Regions from separate parts of the Mus musculus genome. Here region 1 is linked to region 2. Evidence: chromatin contacts called from public promoter capture Hi-C data. All regions are on one chromosome and are shown on one strand. Each heading gives the region's core, a stretch centred on a gene start, on an enhancer-like site or on the middle of the called end of the contact. The rest is flanking DNA. Distances are from core to core; before and after follow the strand shown.

The links. Promoter capture Hi-C pulls out the DNA fragments that hold promoters and counts their contacts.
Region 1: a contact with region 2 is called in a promoter capture Hi-C map of liver, with 6 times the contacts expected there. The contact joins the promoter of Trim62 here to the promoter of Tfap2e in region 2. A contact is called at or near these places in 2 of 39 promoter capture datasets (cranial neural crest and liver).

Annotation. Positions count from the first base shown.
Region 1 is chr4:128,881,277-128,887,329 of GRCm38.p6, forward strand. Trim62 (tripartite motif-containing 62) reads left to right here and starts at 2,768. Exons shown (of 5, transcript NM_178110.3): 1 at 2,768-3,301. The coding sequence starts at 2,894. It overlaps Gm33760 (a long non-coding RNA gene), which reads left to right. Exons shown (of 3, transcript XR_003955115.1): 3 at 724-1,056.
Region 2 is chr4:126,733,224-126,738,916 of GRCm38.p6, forward strand. It overlaps Tfap2e (transcription factor AP-2, epsilon), which reads right to left and starts at 3,046. Exons shown (of 7, transcript NM_198960.2): 1 at 2,742-3,046; 2 at 1,947-2,429; 3 at 1,377-1,428. The coding sequence starts at 2,768.

The DNA of each region.
Region 1 (6,053 bases), core at 1,518-4,017, 2.1 Mb after region 2:
GTTCTTCCAGCGTGTCTGCAAACTGCGTAGTGTATTTCAGATGCTAGTAAAAGACCTGCCTATATCAGTCAATATACAGTGAACATCAAAGCCTGTTTGATACATCACCCAGCCTTTTATTATTATCATTTTTTTTTCATTTCTCTCCAGTTGCTTCAATAATTTAGACTCTGCTCTGTTTGAAAAAAAATTGGGGGAATACGTGTTAATGTATCAGTCATGGTTCTTTAGGTTTCCAAATGACAATCTGCCACTATGAAACTTGCTTAAGCAATAAGATCTTACATATCTAAAAGTCCAGGCTCTGAACCAAAGTAAGTTTCCTCTTCCCCTCGGGCACTGGCTGCATGCTCAGACTAAGCACAACATGGCTACTCTAATGCCAAAGCATGCCTCCAGAAGGCTCCTCTCTCCTTAGTCTTTCTCTCTGTTTTTTTTGGTTTTTTTTTCCAAGTTAGACACCACCAATCCATTACCGACAAGAGGGATGCAACCATCATGATTTGGATCAAACAAAATTCTCTCCTGGAGCTGGGTGGGGTCTGCCTTCCCATGATCATATTGGAAAGAGTGTCACTTAAACAGAATCCAGGCTCTGGATGTAAGGAATAGCTGTCACATGAGCAGCCAGCCTGTCTCTTGTGAAACAGGAGCCGGGTGAGGGTGATGGAGGGCGTGTTCACAGAATGAAGCATTTCTTTCTTAAATTCTACTTCAATGAAGTTTAACCCCGGTGAAGACACTGGTGGAAGAGGCCGGTGCTGGGGAGCCACCCTGATGCAGAGTTATGTCCTCTGGATGAAACAAGTGTTCCAGAAGGAAAGCGCCTAAGACTCTAGGAGGCATCACAAAGGCTCAAGAACCTTAGGCAGTTACAGGATGCACGGAGCCCCTCCCCTAAGGAGAAGGGACCGTCAGGCCTGCAGAGCTGCCTGCAAGCAGAGCAGGGAATCCTACGGATGTGACTTTCATGACTTGTCACCCATGCTGGGGTGGGATCCTTTGAGTCACCCATGTTCCTTTAACTAACCCCAATAAACCGACTGGTTCACTATGCCCTGTCTGGAATGAATATACCTTTGTTCATGTCACCACAGGAAAAGTTATGCAACACACTCTCAATACCTCCTCCCCATCACCCCCTTTATCCACCACTAATTGTCATGGTGCTTTTTTTTTTTCCTGATGGTCTTATCCTGACAGACAATCACGGTGCAAACTGACCTCTTGCAGGTCCTGAGACAGCAACCACCTCCCTGGGGCCAGCCTTTCCTTCCTCCTGCAGGCCTCGGCTTTGCCACAGTTGCTCACCCGTGCCTAGCACTGCATGCATGCAAAGGGTCCCCCTCCTTCACTGTACTGATGATGTAGTGTGTATCTTGCACACCAAGAAACCCAAACCAAGGCAGGCCATTTTTCTGCTCGAAAGCCCAACACCTTCAAGAAATTCTTCTCTAAGATGCCCATGCCTTTCACCTTCCCCAAACTTCTTCCTTATCCCACTCTCAACAGAACAGAACAGAACAGAACAGCATGCAGGTCTCCATGTGCCCCCCCCCACTCATGCTTCTGTTCTCCCTGTCTCTGTCTGTCTCTCTGTCTGTCTGTCTCTCTCTTTCACCTTCTTAGAAATCCCTTTCCTCCCCTCCATCTGGCAGAGATGACAAGGTCTCCCATTATACTTTTTTTCTTACTCCAACTTCTTATACACACACACACACACACACACACACACACTCACACACATGCTCACACAGCAATGCAGAAACATCCGATGAATGGAAAGAACCTTTGAGCTAGACGTTAGGCAGGGTTCTCTCCACAATCTTCTACTAAGAGCCCTCCTTAGAAAGGGAAGAGGAAATAGAACCTAAAGGTTTAGGAGAATGGCGACTTTGAACTTAGCCCATGCCAACAGGGCAAGTCTCTAATTTTATCACTACAATCTATGCAAACATTATATATTCTATGCAGACTACAGAGCACCGTCTTGTCTTAATACTCAGTTATTATTGCCCTTAGTTCTTCAAATTGATCATCCGGAGAGATGTTCCTTAGGTGCTATCTTCTCACTTTTTCTTCATTAGCTGTCCTCTCGCCCCCTGCCGCCAGGACCCTAAACAAACCTGACAGCTGTGCAGACCCAGAAGAAACAGCTGTTTTTCCCGTCCCTGGGGGTCAGGAGCACAGTGGCAGCGAGGCGGGGTCTGGAGGCCCCTCCCCTCCCCCCGCCCGCCGCGGGGGCGGAGCGGCTCGGGTCCCGCCCGCGGGGGCGGAGAGGGAGCCTGGGCGCCGGGCAGTTCGGCTCGGCTGGTTCCGGGTTGAGAGGCTGCGCTGGACCGAAGCGGTGGCCGCTGAGCTGGTGCGGGTAAGGGGCCGCGCGGGGCCGGGATCTGCGGCCAGGGTCGGGCAGCTGAGTGGGCCGGCACCCCTCCTCTGCTCTGCCGGGCAAAGCCGCGGTGCGGCTGGGTCTGGCTGCTCTGTCCCGCAGAATTCCCCATCCCCAGCTCGACCCCCTCTCAAAGCTTTTCGGGTCCCGGGATTCCGCCCCTCTTCGGGATCTCCTCCTCGCAGCATCTATCCCTTGGGAGTGTCTGGTCCTCTAGATCCTCCTCGCCTGGAGCCCCTTCCTTGGGACGCCCTCGGCCTCTCTCCTCCAGCGCCCATCGCTGGTGGCCACCTAGGACCTCGAAACCGAGCTCCGGTGCTCGCATCCCGGGTGGCACCCACTCGGCACCGAGCCCTCGCGCCTCCGGCGTCGCAGACAGCTCCCCCCGCGCTCCCCGGCGCCTGTCGCCCGTGCCCCCGTGGGCCTGGCCCCCGGGTACCGCCCCCAATCGCGCCGCGCCGGCCGCCGGCCTCCCGGGCTCCGCTTCGCGCCGCCCCTGGCGCCATGGCGTGCAGCCTCAAGGACGAGCTGCTGTGCTCCATCTGCCTGAGCATCTACCAGGACCCGGTGAGCCTGGGCTGCGAGCACTACTTCTGCCGCCGCTGCATCACCGAGCACTGGGTGCGGCAGGAGGCTCAGGGCGCCCGCGACTGCCCGGAGTGCCGGCGCACGTTCGCCGAGCCCGCGCTCGCGCCCAGCCTCAAGCTGGCCAACATCGTGGAGCGCTACAGCGCCTTCCCGCTGGACGCCATCCTCAACGCGCGCCGAGCCGCGCGACCCTGCCAGGCTCACGACAAGGTCAAGCTCTTCTGCCTCACGGACCGCGCACTGCTCTGCTTCTTCTGTGATGAGCCCGCGCTGCACGAGCAACACCAGGTCACTGGCATCGACGATGCCTTCGAGGAGTTGCAGGTGCGAGGCGGACAGGCGGGGCTGTAGGTGGGGTCAGGGTTCCAATAGGGGCAAGGGCCACAGGCCGGCTTAATGCCAAAGGGGCGTGGCTCCTGTGAGGGGCGGGGCAGGGGCGGGTCCCTTGAGCATCACTGTGTCAAATGGGCTTGAGAGAGATCTGGATGGGAGACAGGTCGAGGTGGGATAGGATGATGGAGAGAGGAAGCTACAGCTGGACCAGATGCTGGCTGAGGCTGAGACAGAATGGGAGACAGCAGCTCCTTCTGGACTTTTGGGCAAAGGAAGGACCACTATCAAAGCTAACCTGGGAGTCGAAGTGGGGTGTGTGGGAGGGGTGAGCTACTCTAAATGCAGCTACAGAATTCTGGAATGTTTGGGGCATTGTGGGATGCGGCTTGCTGCTCCAGGTGTTCATTGAGATCTAGAGTGAGGCCTGGGCCTCGGTTGGATGATGAAAGTGAGAGTTAAGCTTAAGACGTGCAAATTGTTCAGAGGGCAGGTTTGGGTGCCAAGATTAGATCAAGGTATGTGAGGTGAGAGTCTAAGGTCGGCCTCAAGTTCAGATATGACAAGAACCTTTTTTTTAAAATTTAAACCAGAGTAGGGGCCAATTGAGAGTGGAACCAGGAATTAAAGATTCAAGATTTGGAGAATTAGACAAGATTTGGAGGAGGGGAAGACAAGCTTCTAGGAATTCCCAAGGCCTGGTGATGACCCCTCTTGTCTTCTACATCCGAATCTTTGAGTACTCAATTGGACATAGCCCTTAACTGCAGCTAGTCTCCCCTAAACCTTTCCGTTGTCATTGACAAGAGGGCAAGACCCTGGTCAGTGTGTTTAATACTCTAAGACCCCACCCAAACATTTTCCTTTCCTCAAGCTCCATTGTCGTGTGTGTGTGTGTGTGTGTGTGTGTGTGTGTGTTTGTATAGAGAGAAAGAAATATAGGTAGATACACGTGCTGAGAACTACATTTTCCTGGATGTCTTCTATCAATAAGATAGTATTGATATCAATAATCAATTATTTTATTGTCTGTGTGCAAGTATCTTGCCTGCATGTGCACCATGTGCATGCGCACCAAGAGGCCAGAGGAGGGCATCAGATCCTGTGGACCTGGAGTTACACACGATTGTGAGTCACCACCGTGGGTGCTGGGAATCAAACCCAGGCCCTCAGCAAGAGCTCTTAGCTGCTGAGGACGGTGATGTTGCCGCCTCAGGGGTGGGACTCTAAGGAGAAGCATTCCACGATCCGCTTTAATCGGATAATGCAGCATATCTTCCAAATCCTCCCCACTAGAGGATTCTCAGTAACACAGTCACCTGGTGGAATTCTGTTACACAATCTTGGTGGGAGGATACCCACTAAAGCCTATTTAATGATGCTCAAGCGTCTTTGACTTCTTTTCTCAAGCTGAGCAGTTTCAGCCCAGCCAGTCTCTTCCCTGGCTTTGGGATACCAGTCATAGACAATACCTCAAGGTAGCAACAGCTTTTTCCCTGGCATGTTTATTGTCCCCAAACTGGCACAGGCTTAGCCCACAGGACCTATCAATAAAACTTGAATGAATGAATGAATGAATGAATGACCAAACTTGGTCTAAGTTCACCCCAGCTGGAGGATTCCAAAGTGGAAGATGTTTTTCATATATATATAAAAAAAAAAGAATAAGAAATAGAGTCACTAACCTGTGAGTGGTGAGTTCTATGTCCCTCAAGATATTTAATCAGGAATTTAAATACCTACTCTCCTGCCTGGACTTTGATGAGGCTGCCCTGGGAAGACCTTATCTGAAGTGTGTAGGGTGGGAGCATCAGCAGTTCCTATTGCCATCCTTCCTCCTCCCAAGATCTTTCCAGAACCCCTGTACCCTGCTGGCTAGCCTCATCTCTCTCACCTGAGGAAGAGACTTGCCTCAATGAACCCCTTTGGACTTAGGCAGGTGCTGGCAGAGAAACTTGCCTCCCTTTCGGGAGGCTATGCTGAGAGGTGGGGTTCAGGCCACACTCCACCCCCTTCTGCCTCTCCTAGGCTCATTAGCTGCTGGGGATGGGGCAACCTCCACCCTCAAGGTCTGCTCATCCCTCTAGCAGCGCTGGTGGCTGCTGGAGCCTGTGCTGAGGCCCCTATCCTGGGGAATGACGGAGACGCTGCCAAAGCCTTGGAGATCATCTGGTACAGAGCACACTTGACAGATGGAGAACCGGTAGAGTGGGGGAGGGGACTTGCCCCGGGGTCTTGAAGGCAGAGGAGTCCAGGCTCATACACATCTGGGGTCTCCAGGCCCCCTACCCAGAATTAGGCCTGCAGCTTTTACCTTTATTCCAAAGCTTGGAGGCTACAGAGTGCAGAGATTAGTAGTAGCTTTGTCTTCATCAGCAGGCTGTTCCACCCTGGCCCTGCCATCTGCTGGCTGTGTGACCTTAGGGAAATGACTTGCTACCTCTGAGCCTCTGGCCCCTTGACCTGCTGCGCAGAACTGCTCTGTGCCATAGATGCTGGAGGGCAGGGGCTCTGCACCCTGGTGTGCTGCGTGAGTTCAGCAGTCAAATCATCTCAGTAGTCTGAGTCTCCTCGTGTCACCAATTACATTTCCAGGGAAGGTGATGTAAGGGTTAATAGTTCTTGATCCAAAGCGCCGAGGAGAACTGTGGCTGGCACAGTCAGCAACCATAACTTTTGGACATCTGTGTTTATTCTAATGACTATGTTTACATAGAAAGTGGGACAATATGACATAAAAAGCCAA
Region 2 (5,693 bases), core at 1,796-4,295:
TTTCCCTTCGACTGGGTCAAAACAAGAGCTGTTCAGGAACCCAACAAAGTGCAGCTAGCAATGCGCTGGTGAGGTGGGTCATGGGCCTCTTCTTCCCTGTACTCCCTGAGAGTCCCAGATTCCTGGAGACATCCCTCACCAAGTTCTGGGAGGTGTGTTCGCTAATCTCCTGAACTCCATACCTAGCTCTAGTTCTGGAAGTCCAGCCCCTTGTACCAGCTCCACTCCCACCACAAGCCTCCCCTGAGAACCTAGGCAGGGCAAACAGCCTGGGCTTGAATTCACTTGTTTGAAAAACAGCTCCAGCCAAATCCTGCGGGAGGTGTGCCTGCCCTTGGGCGCTACAGGCTCCCATGAGCCTCTGAATTCCTTTGGGCACCCACCCCAATTCTAAGAAGCTTGCCCAAGGTCTGGGTCTCTGCTTCTGTCTAATTTGCCTCTGTCTTACCTTTCCTAGGCATGGTTAGAACTCGGTCTTCAGACCCAAAACTCTACTAACTCTACTCAAGGGGTGTCTCCCACTCCTGCCTTTGACTAATTCAAAAGACAAACAAATATGGAGGCAAACAACAACAGCAGCAGCAACAACAACCAACGGACCAAGGAGAGGCCCTCACATTCTTAGAACACCTCAAATACCAAACGACAAATTCCAGAACACACGTTAGGTATTCAGAGAAGCCCCCAAATAGAAACTATATCACAACACCCACAGATACAAATCACGAATACAGTCACAGCAGCAAACACACCCCAAGAAACACTGCTGCCTAGAAAAGGAACATAGAGTGTGCACAGGACCCTAAGCTCAGAGACACAGACAGTCCTGGAAGCAGCAGACCTTTCCAGGAGCACACAGCCCGTCCCAAGCTAGTCATCTCTTCTAATCCTAAATGCTTTTAAAGAAAATCCTCTGCCCTGGGAGGTGAGGGGAAATGGAAGCACCTCCCTCCCCGCCCCGGTCTGCTGAGAAGAAAGGAACAGAAAGCATTTGCCAGGCTCCAAAATGTTAAAGCTCAATAAAAGTGGAAACCATTGAACAAAATCTGTGGCAACAGTGCTCCCTTTCCCATTTCTTAGGAAACAGGGAAGTGGTTTAACTCGTTCTGCAAATCGACTCCAGATCCACAAGAACGCCCTTCCTTCAGAGAGGAGAGGCCAAGCAGCTGCAGCCTAGGTAGTGCGAGCCCACCTCAGGCGGCAAAGTCCTGAGTCAAATTATCCAGCTAGCGCCATGGCCTCTCTCCTGGGCGAGGAAGGATGTTCCGTGGCCACGCAGCCGGGCGACGCACAGGAAACAACAGCCAGGGAGAAAGAAAATGGGTCTGAGCACCCAGGGCCTGACTCTGCCCTGGAAGTCGCACACCATTCCTTACCTTTCTTGATCACCGATTGGTCCAGGAGGCTCATTCCAGGGTCATCTATCGCCTGCAAATAGAAGAGGATGGCAGTGAGGGTCCGTATGGACCTAGTCGCCCAGCTACCCCTAGTCCATGTCTGCTCCGCCCTACGCGTACCACCGGCTGCCTGAGGCGGCTACCGGGGGACAGGCGTGACCAGGAATAGCCTGGGCTCAGCACCATATGCGTCTAAGCTGCAGCACTGCCTGGATGATTGCCTTGCCTTAGATAGACCACTCCTGTGCCTCTCCTAACCCCGGCCCAGGTTGCCCCTGCGGACTGGGACTGGGTATGGATGCCCACCATGGCTCAACCCTACAGTGGGGAGAGAAAGAAGTGATTCCACGAGGGCTGCTGCCACCCAGGCACAGTTCGAGGCCATCTTTTGGCCAGACAGCATCTAACGGAAGACTCCCTGTTAGCGGCAGAGATGGAAAGTTGCACCTGGGAGAAGAGCCGGGCTCCTACTTTTGTTACTTTTTTGTTTCCAGCCAGGATGCTAAATCGCTGCCCATCGGGACCCACCGTGGCTCACTCTGGGCTTACCTGCAATTCCTCCAGACCGGGCGGCTCCGCCAATCCTGGAAGACCGAGGGGAGCATCGGCCAGGCCGTGCGCGCCGTCGGCCAGGCTGTGCAGGAGCCGGGGAACCGCGGCGGCGTAGTCTCGGCGCGGGTCGAGACCCAGAGCGCGGGCGGGTGGCGCCAGCAGGCCCGGCGGCTCGTCGTGGGCGCGGGCGGCCGCACGGGGTGCGGCCCAGGCGGCCTGCGGGGGCTGCGGCTGCGCCAGGGGCGCTAGGCCGCCGTAGGGGTCAGCGGCGAGGTGCGGAAAGGCAGCGGTGGCGTCGGGACCCTGGCCGTAGGGCAGCGGCGCCTGAGGGTAGGGCGGCGGGAAGTAAGGAGGATGATAGTCCGCGGTGGCAGAGGCGGCGGGAGTGTGACACAGTGGCGGCGCGGGCCCGTAGGCCGCCTGGGGCAGGGACGACAGGCGGGTCCCGCCAGCCGCTGCGCCCAGCCCGTCGGGGCGCTCCTGCAGAAGGGGAGGCGTGCGTTAGGTGACCCATGAGCGGCCGAAAAGACACCAGCCCGCCAGGTCCCCTCCAGCTCGCGGGTGTCCTGCAGCTGTCCACCGGCGTTGGCCCCGCGGGCGCCGCGGCCCCAGGCTGGAGACCAACCACGTACGGGTCTCTGCCACCACTTCCTGGGCTGCCAAGAGGCCCTACGGTCCCCTACCTTCGCGATTTCGTTGGCGCGGGGGTGGGGGGCAGAAGGTTTGGAGGCTTCAGCAGCCAGGCTCCTCGATGCCCTCTGCCCAGTGTGCCCGGGACCCGAGTCTACTCACCATGGCGGAGTATGTGTGCACCAACATGGGGCGGGTAGTGTGGGGCGTGAGGTGTGGCGGAGACACAGCCCTCGTTCGACGGCGAGGCGAGAGCCGGGAGCCCTTACAGCCCACGGGGATCACCGTCTGGAAGCTGGGGGTAAGTCTGCCGGGAGTCCAGAAGGTACGGGGTACTCAGCGGGGGACGCCTGCGGGAGCGTCCATGGAAATGGGCCAGACGGGAGCTGATGGCACTTGGAAAAAAGTCGGGCAACGGGTGCCCAGCGCCCGCCCTCTGAGCTCAGCCTGCTCCATGCACTCTAGTTATAGCGGCGGGGGCGCGCTCGGGCCTCTGGGGGCGCGCATTAAAGAGACAAGCTATGGCCTATCTCAGCCTTTTCCCTTGGCTGCGGAAAGGGAGGCGTGGCTCTGGTGGGAACCGGTGGGGTGAGGAGTGAATGAATTCGAGTCCAGCTGATGTGAGCTCCTTCTGGCCTCCAAGCTTGCAGCTGCGATCAAATGGGATTCGAGGCTGGAATGCAACTCAGGGGTCTGTGTTCGCTCGGGTCTGTGAATTTTCTCTTTACATTTGCTTATTACATTAACTTATTTAGTGGAAGGGCTCACCCGTGTGCCCGATGTGCGGGTCAGAGGACAACTTGCAGTAGTCAGTTATTTGCTTCCATCCTGTGGGTCCTGAAGGTTCGAACTCAGGTCTTGAGGCTTCGTGGTCAATGAATTAACCCAATAAACGATCTCGCCACTCCCTTCTAAATCTTTTAAAATTAATGCTTAAACAAATGTACGCGTTCGCCTTTGAGTTTGAGCAAAGCATTCCTTGTTTCTGGTATCAGCTTTCTTCCCTGTTAAATGGTCTTTTCTCTGACCACCCAAGGGTGAGTGTGGAATACACCGGTGAGTGGCAAACTCAAGCCCATCAGTTTATGTGCATACTTGTGTCAGTGTGTGTGTGCGTGTGTGTGTGTGTGTGTGTGTGTGAGAGAGAGAGAGAGAGAGAGAGAGAGAGAGAGAGAGAGAGAATGAGAGAGGGGGTGTTAGCAACCTCTCTTTCATGGTTTTGGATCCAAAAAACGCTCTGAAAATGCTGACTTCTCTCAGACTTTCTAAGCTGGTAATCCTCAATGCCAAGCCAGGATCCTTGGATGCTGAGGACACCACCTAGGCACAGAGAGTAGGAGTCTGGCATGATCTGCACTTAAGAAGAGGCCAAAATACTGACACAGGGTGGAAGGGGTGCATTGTCACACCTAGGCACAGTCTACGCATTTGTGTGTCACCATCACCATGGCAGGTGCTCTCTCTCTCTCTCTCTCTCTCTCTCTCTCTTTCTCTCTGTCAAACATGCCCTAATGACCACTACCAATCCCTTTTCTTTCTTCCAAAATTTAACCCGTCTGTCCTAAGAAGCAGAGATGGGGATTAAGAAAAGGCAAGTGAGAGAAATCCTAATGACAATGAGAATTTAAAAAGCAGAGGGCTGGAGAGATGGCTCAGTGGTTAAGAGCACTGACTGCTCTTCCACAGATCCCGAGTTCAATTCCCAGCCGCCATGTGGTGGCTCACAACCATCTGTAATGAGATCATATGCCCTCTTCTGGTGTGTCTGAAGACAGCAAAAATATACTCACATAAAATAAATAAATCTTAATAAAAAGCAGAAAGATGTTTTCTTTTTCATGTTGAAAATAGGGAGGGGATAGAAATGGTCACGGTGCCCACTCACCACACACCGTTAATATGGAGTCTCCTAACTCACCAAGTCCTTTGTCACCCTCATTTTCAAGTGAGGAACAAGGCACAGAGAGGCTAGGTGACTTACTGGCCTATGGTCAAACAACTAGTTCAGTGGCAGTGCTGGGGTGGCCCTTCTCTGTTCTCAGGATCATTATTCTTTCCTGTCTTGGACTCAGGCATTTAAAATTTAGTCTCACTCCTCAGAGGCTGTGTAATTCTGGACAAGTCTGGCTTCCTCTCCAAGTTCTGTTTCTGCAACAAAAACTAGTGGAGAGGAATCGCTGCCACCTTCTGTTTCTTTCTGGTGAAGAAACAGATGAGAAGGTAAAAGTGATACCATTGAGAGATTAGAACATTAACCTATGTTCTAGATGGCACATGGCTAGAACGAAGCCGAGGCTGGATTTCTTTCAGCCATGACACATGGGATGGGGCTGTGGGGGCTGTGAGGAGAGGATGAAACTAGCTAGTATCCGAGGATTCATCCCTGAGAGCTTCCCAGAGGCCGGAACCAGCAGCTATGATGGCGGGGGAGGCAGATGGGGGCAGCTGTGAAGCCTTTCTCTTCAGGACAGATCTAAGATCTGGTGTGAGTTTGACTTTGTTATCCACAGCTGTGCAGCTTTCCTCCTCAGGATGCATCTAAGATCTGGTGTGAGTGTGTGTTTGTTATCCATGTCTGTGCCTGCTTCCCTCACCCTAGACCCTTGACCTCAGTCGTGAGACGTCTGAAATGAGTCTCAGAGATAGATGTCAGTGCATTGCTCACAAGTTGGTAGACTCCTGTGGGGAAGGTCCAGAAACCACGATGAGGGATGCGAATGATGCCTGGACCTAGCTTGAGGACCCTCCCCTCTGCTCTTCTGCCGGGCGGGCCGGGATGGGCTCTGTCTCTGCCTCACTGGCTTCCCTCACACTTGCCACCAGCTCCTCTTACTCTGCCCGCTTTCCTTTGTATTTTCACCTCCTCTCATCATCAGCAGACAGTTGTGAGCTGTCATGTGGGAGCTGGGAACTGAGCCCAGGTCCTCTGGAAGAGCAGCCAGTGCACCCAACCATTAAGCCATCTCTCCAGCCCCCAAGAAATCCATTCTTAATGTTAGTTGTTCAGGCTTAGCAGCTTCTGTCTCTTCCTGTCTACATTATTTCTAAACTCCCCCCCCTCTGTGTGTGTGTGTGTGTGTGTGTGTGTGCGTGTGCATACACATGCACACGTGG